Regions from separate parts of the Arachis hypogaea genome. Here region 2 is linked to region 1. Evidence: chromatin contacts called from public Hi-C data. All regions are on one chromosome and are shown on one strand. The core of a region is the stretch at or near the end of the contact, and the rest is flanking DNA. Distances in the headings are between cores, read along the strand shown. Region 1 holds the start of LOC112771539 (CO(2)-response secreted protease). Region 2 holds the start of LOC112772641 (SAC3 family protein C).

What was found. A called contact is a pair of places that touch in the nucleus more often than the background predicts.
Region 2: a Hi-C map of leaf shows a contact between it and region 1, with 1.8 times the contacts expected there. The contact joins the promoter of LOC112772641 here to the promoter of LOC112771539 in region 1. A contact is called at or near these places in 2 of 8 Hi-C or Micro-C datasets (leaf and an unstated tissue).

The regions. Positions count from the first base shown.
Region 1 is chr18:120,744,578-120,750,040 of arahy.Tifrunner.gnm2.J5K5, forward strand. It overlaps LOC112771539 (CO(2)-response secreted protease), which reads right to left and starts at 2,599. Exons shown (of 11, transcript XM_025816308.3): 1 at 2,342-2,599; 2 at 2,112-2,218; 3 at 1,821-1,918. The coding sequence starts at 2,434.
Region 2 is chr18:120,926,990-120,932,452 of arahy.Tifrunner.gnm2.J5K5, forward strand. LOC112772641 (SAC3 family protein C) reads right to left here and starts at 2,217. Exons shown (of 8, transcript XM_025817605.3): 1 at 1,827-2,217; 2 at 1,649-1,749; 3 at 180-401. The coding sequence starts at 2,073.

The DNA.
Region 1 (5,463 bases), core at 1,349-3,848:
CATCTTTTGTGAAAGTACATCCTACATCCTTTCAGATTTTTTTTTTTAAAGTTATTTAGTAATCTTAACTCTTTCCTATTGTTAATCACAGATGTAATAAAATCATATTTGAAAAAATAAAGTGTGATCTCTTACTTTTCATTCTATAAATGGAATAAAAAATAAATAAAAAATAATAATAAAAAATAAAATTAAACATTGAACACCACCCAATTTTTTTTCTTTTAAAAAGAATTCATTTCCGGTATTGATATAATCACATGTCATCACTTAATTTATGGATGAAGAAGAATGTTTTTGGCAGTAAAAAGAAAATTAATAAGCAATTTAGAACTAGTAATAGTATCTAAAAGTGCAACATTGAGAGTGTGATAACAATTAAATTGGTTATTCATTTTTTATGTAATAATTAAATTAATTTAAAATTTTTAAATAGGTAAAATATATTTTTATCTCAAATATTTAAATTAAATTCTATTTTACTTCATAACATTTTAAACGTACATCTTATTTTTATCCCAAAAAATTTTAAAAGAGTTCAATATTATTCTACCGTTAAATTAGGTAATGAAATAAGTGATATATAAACATTATAATATTACTAGTTAAGTTATTTTCTTTTTCGTGTGTTAAAGAAACATGATCAAAATCTTTTTGTAACACGTTTTTTTTTTCTCTATTTGTTTTTGGTATAAAATTCTAAATCCTAACAATCATTTATCAAAGCTCTAGAATCAAAAGAAAAATTGTTATAGTGGTGATCGTTGGTGGTGTGATTTTATTTAAAAATTGAAATCAAACGTTATTAGCTCTTTAATACTCAAATTATTCATGTTAAATTTAATAGACAACATTAAATCCGTTTAAAATTTTTTGATATTGAAATATGATGTTTGAAACTTTTTAGAATTTAAATAAGAAGTTTAAAATATTAAAAACCAAATTAAGATTTAAATCAGATGTTAAATACTAAAATAATATTTTATTCTTTTTACAAATTTATAAAATTAATCCCTTAATTTTAAATCGTGAATCAAATTATTCTTCCATCATTTTACTAGTAACATATGAATTTTTCATATCGTAATATATCTAAATAAGTTTATAAGTTTTTCATCTAAGAATATCGGTTTTGGGTTTTATAACTTTTTTTTTCTTTTTGATCCTTGAAATTTGTACATTTTAGTTTGAGTCCCTATATTAAATTATTACAGTAATATATGACGTAGCAGCATTAGATATTGATAGCACATTTGGTTTAATTATTCTATTGGTTTTTATAGTTTTGTAAAATTTTTAATTAGATTTTTATATATATTTTTTTAATTAAGTCCTTGCACCAATTTTTTTAATGGAGTCTCTACACTAATTTTTTTCTTTTTATTTGAGTCTCTACAATAATTTTTTTTTTAAGTTGGGTTCCTATACAATTAAATCAATTACTACTAAAAATGACTTAATTAAAAAAAAAATTAGTGCAGGACCAATTAAAAAAAATATAAGAATCTAATTAAAAATTTTAAAACTATAAGAACCAATAGAGTAATTAAATTTTTTTTTTATAATATATAGTTTTGGACACCAATAATTGTTCCAATAAGACACCATAGCTTATATTCTAACCAATTTAAAGTCTTGATTTTATATAGAACCACTTAGCTCCAATAATAATAATGGATATAAAGTAAATTAACAATGCCTTAATTAATTTCCTCACAATAAAACAGTAGAAAAGTCAAAGGAACAGGATAATCAATAAAATAAAATAATAATAATAATAATTAAAAAAGAAAACAGAGGCAGAGGAGGAAATCAAATACCAGAAAGTGCAGAAGCTTCTCTTTCTGTAAGCATGGCAGAGAACCCACTCATGGCATGGCTGAAATGGTGGATTAGAGATACCCTCTTCTTCTCTTCTCTATCAAAAAATCAAAACCATCAATTTAATAGTGTAAAAATTAAAACTTAATAATTAAAGTTAAGTTAATAAAATGCATGGTTGCTTAATTTCGAGTAACAAAAAATTAATGAATATTAATTAGTACTTTTAATTTTTTAAGGACATCATAAAAACCTAGACCTTATATTTGATACAAAATTAATAATATAACCTTGGAATAACCGAAGACAATAGCTCCAAATGTGATGATTCAGAAATTCGGTAATCATCCCCATTTCTATAATTTGGTGATGAACTTCCCATATAAACAACATAATGCTGCAACAAAAAAAAAAAAAAAACAGAGAAGCTTTTGTAATTGTGATTATGCAACTACAAAATGAAATAAACAATTCTTAGAATAAAATATATAAAGATATGTGTAATAATTAATAAATAAACCTTAGGAATTTGATCTGTGTTTGCTTCACTGCTGATAATAAGAAGAAGAGAAGCTATGCATAGATAAGTAGAGAATTGAAGAAGCAACTCCATAATTGTTATTGAAAGAAGATGATGAGATCAAGTGATAACTGAAGAGGCTACTCATGCAATCATCATCCATTTATAGTGTAAGCTAAGTGAGTGAGACATTATTATTATAATTATGCTTAGTATGAGGAGGTTTATACATGAAGCATGTGATCTAAGACCATCTTTAATCATTCTCTTCATCCACTTATACTATATATGTATCACTACTATTTTACTACTATTATTTTATGAATTTAATTTTTAAACACTGTTAGTATAAAATAGTTTATAGGTGTATCTAATTATATATTGTTATATTAGTAAAAATAATTATTTTTTATATTAATTGTATAAATAATAATTATATATATATAAAAAATATGATTGAATAAATGTATAAAATATTTTACTCTATTAATATATTAAAATTAAATTCATATTTTATTTATTTAATTTAGTATTATTATTTCTTTTTTGGCTTTACCATCTCTCCCAATTAGCCATTCCCATAACCGATTTTTTACTATACTTGATTGATTAGTGTCATAATTATTTCTTGTTTAATAAGTGGAGTAAGCCATCATAAATATTAATTTGTTGTCAAAATAATTTTTCGAAGATTCATAATTATGTTATAACCCAACTGATGTTTTGAGGTTAAAAATTGTGATTTACTCTAAATAAGTCAATAAAAATAGCATTATGAAAAACAACTATCTTAAATATACACTAAAAAATTAATTATTAAATTAATTATTTGTATAAAATATATATTAACTAATTTAGTAACTAAATTTTTGTAGATAGATAGATATTTTTACACCGCATTATATCTTTGATCCTTTTTAGTATGTAATGTTAGGTACACAACATATATAAACTTCAACAGTGTGACCCTACCGATGATAAAATGCTTGAGTTGGATGCAAATACGTGTCCCTTCTTCAATCTCCTTTTTTTTAAAGGAAAAAAAAAAAAACAAAGAAAAAGAAAGAAATGATCATTATGCAACCTCAACCTCAACCTTAAATTACTTTCTAATAAATTTTTTATCGGATAATTTTATTTTTAATTTTTTTATTGCATTTAAAATTTTTAGTTTTTTTAAATCTTGTGATAAAATCATTTTTAAGATTTGAAATTTAAAAAAGTTATTTTTTCAAAATTCGTTTTATGTATGTAAAGCAGCACAATTTTGTTTTCAACTAGTGGGGAAGACTTTGTTATTTTAAATCCAAAAAAACTATTTTATTTTATTTATTTAAACGATTATAAATTTTAATTTTAATTACAATTGGCGGACACAAAATTGTTCAATCCAAAATTATTTTTAGGACTAATTTAGAGATGTATGTATTCTAAATAGAATAGTATATATGCATTAATAAACATTTTAAATGAAGGCAGTTTCCAATGTTATTATTATTTGAATCCCGCTAAGGAGTCAATGGAGTATTAGTATAATGTGTACAATGGATTATTTATTTGGTCCGATATAAATTAAAAAATGAATATCCAAGATAAAATACTACTAATTTCTCAAACACAATACACTCATACTATCCAGAATAACTTCCAATATCAGGAATAATAAACATCTGATATCCCTAAACTCCTATTGTACACATTGTACAGATATTTCATTAGCTCTTTATACTTTTTCTTATTGACTCCCTGTACTTACTCTTATTATTTATATTTCGAATCACATGTTGCACCACTACCCACTAAATCTAAAATAATAAAAAAGTGCTGTTTTGGAATTAATTGTTTTTATTCTATAAGCGTTTAGGCTTCAATCTCTATGAAGGATTAAGGATGATACATATGTAATATATACAAGTGAATAAGTTAGATATAGTAAATAAATTAGATAGTATTTAATTTTGATGTACGATTAATGACTTAATGTAAATAAATTGTACACATATATTTTATCAAATTATGTATTATTTTGTAGCAAAAATATAATAATCATTTTTTATAAATAATTATTCAAAAGAGAAGATATAGTTGAAAATTTGGGGAGACATATATAAAGAAAAGGAAGGTAAAGCGAGAATCCAGTTACCTGTATAGATGCGGTCTCTTTCATTTTCATTGTTGTCTTTAATGAGAAGGGTGTGAATGAAATAAAGCAAATCAAATGCTTGAAATGCAAGTAAATTAAGTCTCTTTTTGAGGGGAACAAAAAGAGAGCTGGGAAATTAAAAAGAAGACTCATATATAGTGTTCCATATCCATGTGCATTTTGCTCTTCTTTCTTTCCTTTCGTTTCTCTTTCTCTCATTCCCATTAATGTCTTCGCTCTCAAGCTTATTCTACTCTTGAGACTGCAAAGTAGTGTATAAGTTCCAAGAATACTATATTACTAAAATCAATACAAGACTATATACCCATCTAATTTTGGTTGATGTGGAATTTGAAACACTTTTGACCAATTTGTATTGCTCATGTGATTCTGCTCACTCGACTACTTAATGTTAAGGAAAATTTTATGACGTTGAATATAAAAAATTTCAACACTTAAAAAGAAGTTAACGTGGTTATAGTGATAGATAAACACGTGTTTTTTTATAGAGTACAAACTTTGACAATAAAATATATAATGCTGTTAGTTTTTACAATAAAATTCTCTTTTATATTATTTGTTGCTTAAGTTGAATAACACATTAACCCTCGTCTCTTTTATGTTTGCGTTTTTTTGTTTATAGTTGTAAAAATGAGTTAACTTTAATTAATTTATTTTTTACGTTTTAAAAAAATATAATAAAAGATAATGCAAAAATTCACAAACAAATTTGTTGTACAATATAATTGTTTATTATTTATTTCATTTTTTCTATTTTAAAAATTTTAGGTGGTTAAAAAAATGAATCAACATTTTAATTTGAAATCAAATATTTTTTACAAAAAATGTCGATTAAAAGTTTAAAAATATGTAATTTAAAGTGCATAACAATTAATAAAAAAATACATAACAATTTACGTAAGTTATTATAAGTCCTGTTTCATGATTGGTATTTTAAAATTAAGGAATTTATTTTGTT
Region 2 (5,463 bases), core at 967-3,466, 180 kb after region 1:
AATTTCTGAATCTGACAAACATGGACCTTCCAAGTTTAACAAAACCTGAAGTTGCAAAATCACCTATGATGTGTAACCTAAGTAACATAAAGTAGTGTCATTTGTGAAAAGCTAACCTCAATAAATGATGAAATATACAAAGTACACAAATCATAGAAATCCAAAAGAGAAAACTATACCATTTGCTCATACATATAAATTGCTTTCTTGTTAATGATATTTTGCATGGTAAGATCTTGACGTATGGACCTTGTCCTATCAGAGATAAAGTCGTGAACCACTTCAAAAGGATGCTCTTTAGATTCCAGCAAGCTCATAAGATAATTTAAAGTATCTTCCAATACATTTAGAGGCCGCACATCAAATGGTTGGATATATTTGGTCGATATAGTTCTGCAAAACTGAAGCAAAATAAAATATGAAAAGCTGCAAAACCAAGAGATATTGAATATCAGACAAGACAAGCCTTTTAAAAGCCACTTATAAATTATAATGACATATACAGAGAATATGACTTTAAACAACTATAAAAGGAAATAAGAGGAAAAATATAATCCCTGTGTATTCTAAAAATTACAATCATACAAACAACACTCAGTGTGTAATGAAAAGCCAACTACATAAGCTTTCTCCTATATACTTTAGTCACTATCAGATTTCAAACAAGATTGGCAATGTTGTTTATCAGTTGAGACTCCCAGCAGACTCCCTAATTGACAACTTTTTCATATTCCAGTCAAAGATTTGCTTCAATCCATCTAAGGTTCCTGTGATTTCAGCCCCTTTTAGCGTTTGTTTTGAGGTAATGAGACAGAAACTGAGAGACTGAGATTCAGTATCATATTTGTTGGTTCAAAGACTGGTACTAAAATTTCTGTCTATGTTTCAAAATTTCAGTATTTCAGTACCTCCAAAAAGTGGGAACACAGGAGACTAAAATTTTTAGAGATAGAGACTAAAACTTTAATAACATTTTATACCTAAAATACCCTCATTTCAATTAATTAATTTCAATTAATTAATTTCAATTTTATTCTTTGTGCAAATTAAATTAGAGTTTCATTCTTGTTTTAATTTCTGTCTCCCATTTTGCACCAAATAAAATACTGAGATTTATTTCAATTTCTGTCTCTTAGTCTCTGTCTCTCAGTCTCAGTCTTTCCGTCTCTGTCTCTCCACCAAACGCTACAAGTATCCTAAGTATGTGCAGATTTTTAGTGATGGGAATTGATCAAAGGAAAGGATTAAAGGAATCAGGTAAGGTCAAGAACCGAAACCTTATTTAGCATTCCATTTCTGTTATTTTGGTCAGACTTTGTACACTTAACAAAATCAATCAATATAGAAGAAAATATTTCTTCATCTTCTTTGGGTGCCGTACCTATTGTATCACAGTTCCCACAGTTCTGGGAACTCTATTTAACACCCATATATTACTCTTAACAGACACACAGTCAGACACATAATGTTGACTCTTGAATTGGTGCTTGGCATCATCAATTTTTTTTAGCTTAACCCTTAAAAAAAGAGCCAATAAAAAAAGAAAAAGCAAATTGAGCTTGATACAGCAGAGTACATCCTTCTAAAAGTACATACAAGTGTATATTTAATAATTTAAAACCAGATACCATGAGAGAAACTTCATTACCTTTTTCACGGCAAGGGATGGAGATGATTTTGCAGGATTTCCATGTAGCCTCTCAAAGACTGCCAAATCACGGAGGTTTTCACGCTGGATCCTCTCTCGTTCTGCAAATGGAGACAAAACCTGTTAAAATATTCAACTATATAAATATTTTTTCTTTTCTATTTTTTTTTTAATTTACCTGGGCACATGTACGGACAGGTTCCGACTAAAGGGTTAAAATCGGGAAAGGATTGAGGATCAGCATCAGTAGCGTCTTCCTGCGCGTTATTGAAGGGGACCCTAGCAGCGTTGGAATGAGAGCGAGCAGAAGATGAAAATTTGGATTGATGACGTGTCACATTGGAAGGCTTTTTCTGCGTGTAGGAGGTAGAAGAAGAAGAAGAAGAAAGATTCTGGTGTTGGTTCCTTGATCGACGAGCTTCCATGATGGTTGGAATCTTGTTTCTTATTTGTTTTTAACAGGAGAGCACTCAGCACTTTGCTGATTCAGTACTTGACACTTGACAGGTTTCAAGAGTCTTTGCTTTACAACTGAGACCTAACTGAAGCAGTAAAAAATCATGAGATTCGAATAACACAATAATTAATTAAATATCAACACAACACTACTAGACAGTGAAAATTGAGCAGAGACGGCACTAACCGGAGTAAATCCCCATAATGTTTTTCAGATTGAGCTCGTGCACCAATGTTATTCCTGACTTTTAAATTGCTTTAATTGCACCCTTCAGATTGAGTTCCGTGCGAAATTCTGGTCCTTCCACCTAATTCCGGCGTGACTCAGCAGCCGGAGCTGGCTGCTTATGGTCCACGTAAGAACACACCTACAAGACCTGAGAAACTGCCACTTAGAAAAAGGTCACCTACTCCAACTGGCTCTACATCATTCAATCCAATGGAGGGAGTTAGTGAGGCAACTGCAGCAAGACTCGCCAACTTCCTCAAGTTTGTGCCCACCCTAGAATTCAAACCGCCAAGGAAGAAGTGATTATGATCCTAGCTTTAGGTTGAAATTATAAAAGATTGTAATATTTTATGGAACAATTATCTTAGTCTTTTTTGTTTGGTCATGGTGATTTATAGACACCTCTGCAACTTTTAAATACTAAGTAAGTTGCTGGAATCTAGCTGAAACAATGCTCAGTATTTTTTGGCTTATTATTGTCATCAATGCATTATTGCAAAATTTTATATGAACTATTTTTATTGTCATTCAGTTATGAATTGTGCCTTATGTAAGCTTTTCCTACTGTTGTTTATCCATAACATAATTGGGTGTTCAATTATGTTTACAAAAACAAAACCAAATAGTCATTCAATATATCAAAAACAATCTGATGTCAATTACATTGTTCATAAACTGGATTACACTAGTTCTGTATTTCAGTTCTCACCCTAATCAAACTTTCAACAATAACATCAACATAAACACAAATAACACGAATACCCTTATACCAAGCACTTAGATCATCAGCTTTACATTTCTCACATCTGCTTTCAGTTTGCCCACCTTCCATGCAATGTTCATCTTCATCCCACCATGCTCATCTTCTTCATCAGACTTCAGCGGCACCTCATCCTGTACCGGATCTACCCAGACAAATAACCCACACCAATTCTTTTTACTAGTCTGCAAATATGCATCAACCTTATCAAACAACTACCTCAACTAACCAACACTAGAAATTTCAAACAGTAATTGCACTCACGTTATAATTCGGACACCCGAAGAACGGCTTATTAGGATGACTCTCCGTCCCTGACCACCGAAGGACAGGCCTGCACCCACAACCACACCACTCTGGAACTGCTGAACACTGGCTACGCACAGTGTTCTCTCTCCAGTTTCCGGTCGCAGATGAGCGATTCGACCTCCGAGAAGCATGACTGTCACTCATGGCGGGAGAGGACGAAGAAGAAGAATAAGAGGAAGAGGGAAGAAGAGCTTGAGCTGGACGACGAACCAATTCACACAGGAAGAGGGAAGAACAACTTAGGGTTTATAATTGGTATCAGGGACTAATTTAGGGAATTCGGAGATTCTTTGATGATACTCCACATCAGCAAGCCGTTTAAGGCTGCCTACGTGGACCATAAGCAGCCAGCTCAGCGCTCTGGCTGCTGAGTCACGCCGAATTGGGTGGAAGGACCAGGATTTCGCACGGAACTCAATCTGAAGGGTGCAATTAGAGCAATTCAAAAGTCAGGGGTAACATTGGTGCACGGGCTCAATCTGAGGGACCATTATGGGTTTTACTCGCACTAACTGGCTACAAAGTCGATAATAAAGTGGAATCAGAAGAGATAAGAAGAAAAACTGAAAAAGTAAAACTTCATGCATGTCATTTCGAGCTAAGCCTCAGAGTGGTCCCTGAAGTTACACTCGTACTTCATAGTGGTCCCTGAACTTAACAATTACTCAAAACAGTACCTGAAGTTACACTCCGGGACCCAGTGTTGTCCTTTCGGCACATTTGCTCCAGCTGGCGTGTTCGGAAAGCTGATGTGGCTAAGTTGGTGACACATGGGCAACGCTGAAACGACGTAGTATCATTGGTGGCGCGTAAATGCCCTAAAACGATGTCGTTTCAGTCCAAAGTTGGTTTTGAAGAGTCCCTCATCAAACGTTAACATAACGCATTGTCTTCCCTCCCTCAAAATACAACAAAAACCCCTCCTCCCCTATACTCATCAATGGCGGTGGATGAACTGCTGTAACTGTTGCGATTTCTTTGGAGCAAGACTGCTATATAGGATCGGATATCGTCATCTGCCTCAAACGAAGACTGTATCGAAGGCTGGTTTCTCTGAAAAAGGTAAGGAAAAAAAGAAAAAATATAATGTGATATAAGGAATGCTCTGTTTTTTGTTAAGGTTGTTAGTTTAATCTCTTCAGCAGTTAGAAATAATTTTTTGGAGTGTAATCTGTGGGTATGCATGATTGTGTTTCACAATATTTAGCTAGGGTTTGATCGCAACTAGTTTTCTGAGTGGTTAGGCTAATGAAAGTGTTGACTGTATAAAGGTTGTTTGTCATGGTGAAAAGTTGTTTCTTATCTGTTATTCGTTGCTGCACTTACAGTTAATGTGGTTGATCATTAAACTTTGTTTTTAAATTGCAGATGGGAGACCCTTGTATAACCATCATATTTCACCATGGAGGGTTATTCGTGACAGAGTGTGATGGAAGTGTGAGTTACAGTGGTGGACAGACTTCTGAGTTGCCGAGACTTGACATAGACACAGTTGATGTATTTTTTGTCCGAGACTACTATAAGACACTTGGGTATGACAATGTGACTCACTGTTGGTGGCTGGTGCCTAATAGGCCATTGCAAAGTGGTCTTAGAGCTTTGACACATGACAAAGAGCTTATGGAGATGTGTTATCTTACTCAAACTAACAAGGGAATTGTCCATGTGTATTATGAACATGGGGTCTCCGAACCTGTGTTTGATGAGATAACAGAAGTAGCATCATCCAAAGGCAAGGAGTTGATAGTGCTAGCAGATCCTATTCCACATGCATACCCCCCTCCCCCATCAATGTGACAGCCAATACAATTTCCACCATATCACCACCAATTCCAACCTCAGAACCAATAAATACCACAATTCCTAATCCAACAACAATCCCTCCAACTATGCCTACTAGTAAAGGTATTTCAGAGTCAAATCATAAGAGTCACATTACTGCATCTGCTGTTAGTTATTCCAAATCACCACCCAAAAAAATGGCAGCACCCACTGCTGCTGCTCCCACTGTTAAGCCCACCCCACCACCCAAAACAATGGCCAAACCCACAGTTGCTACTA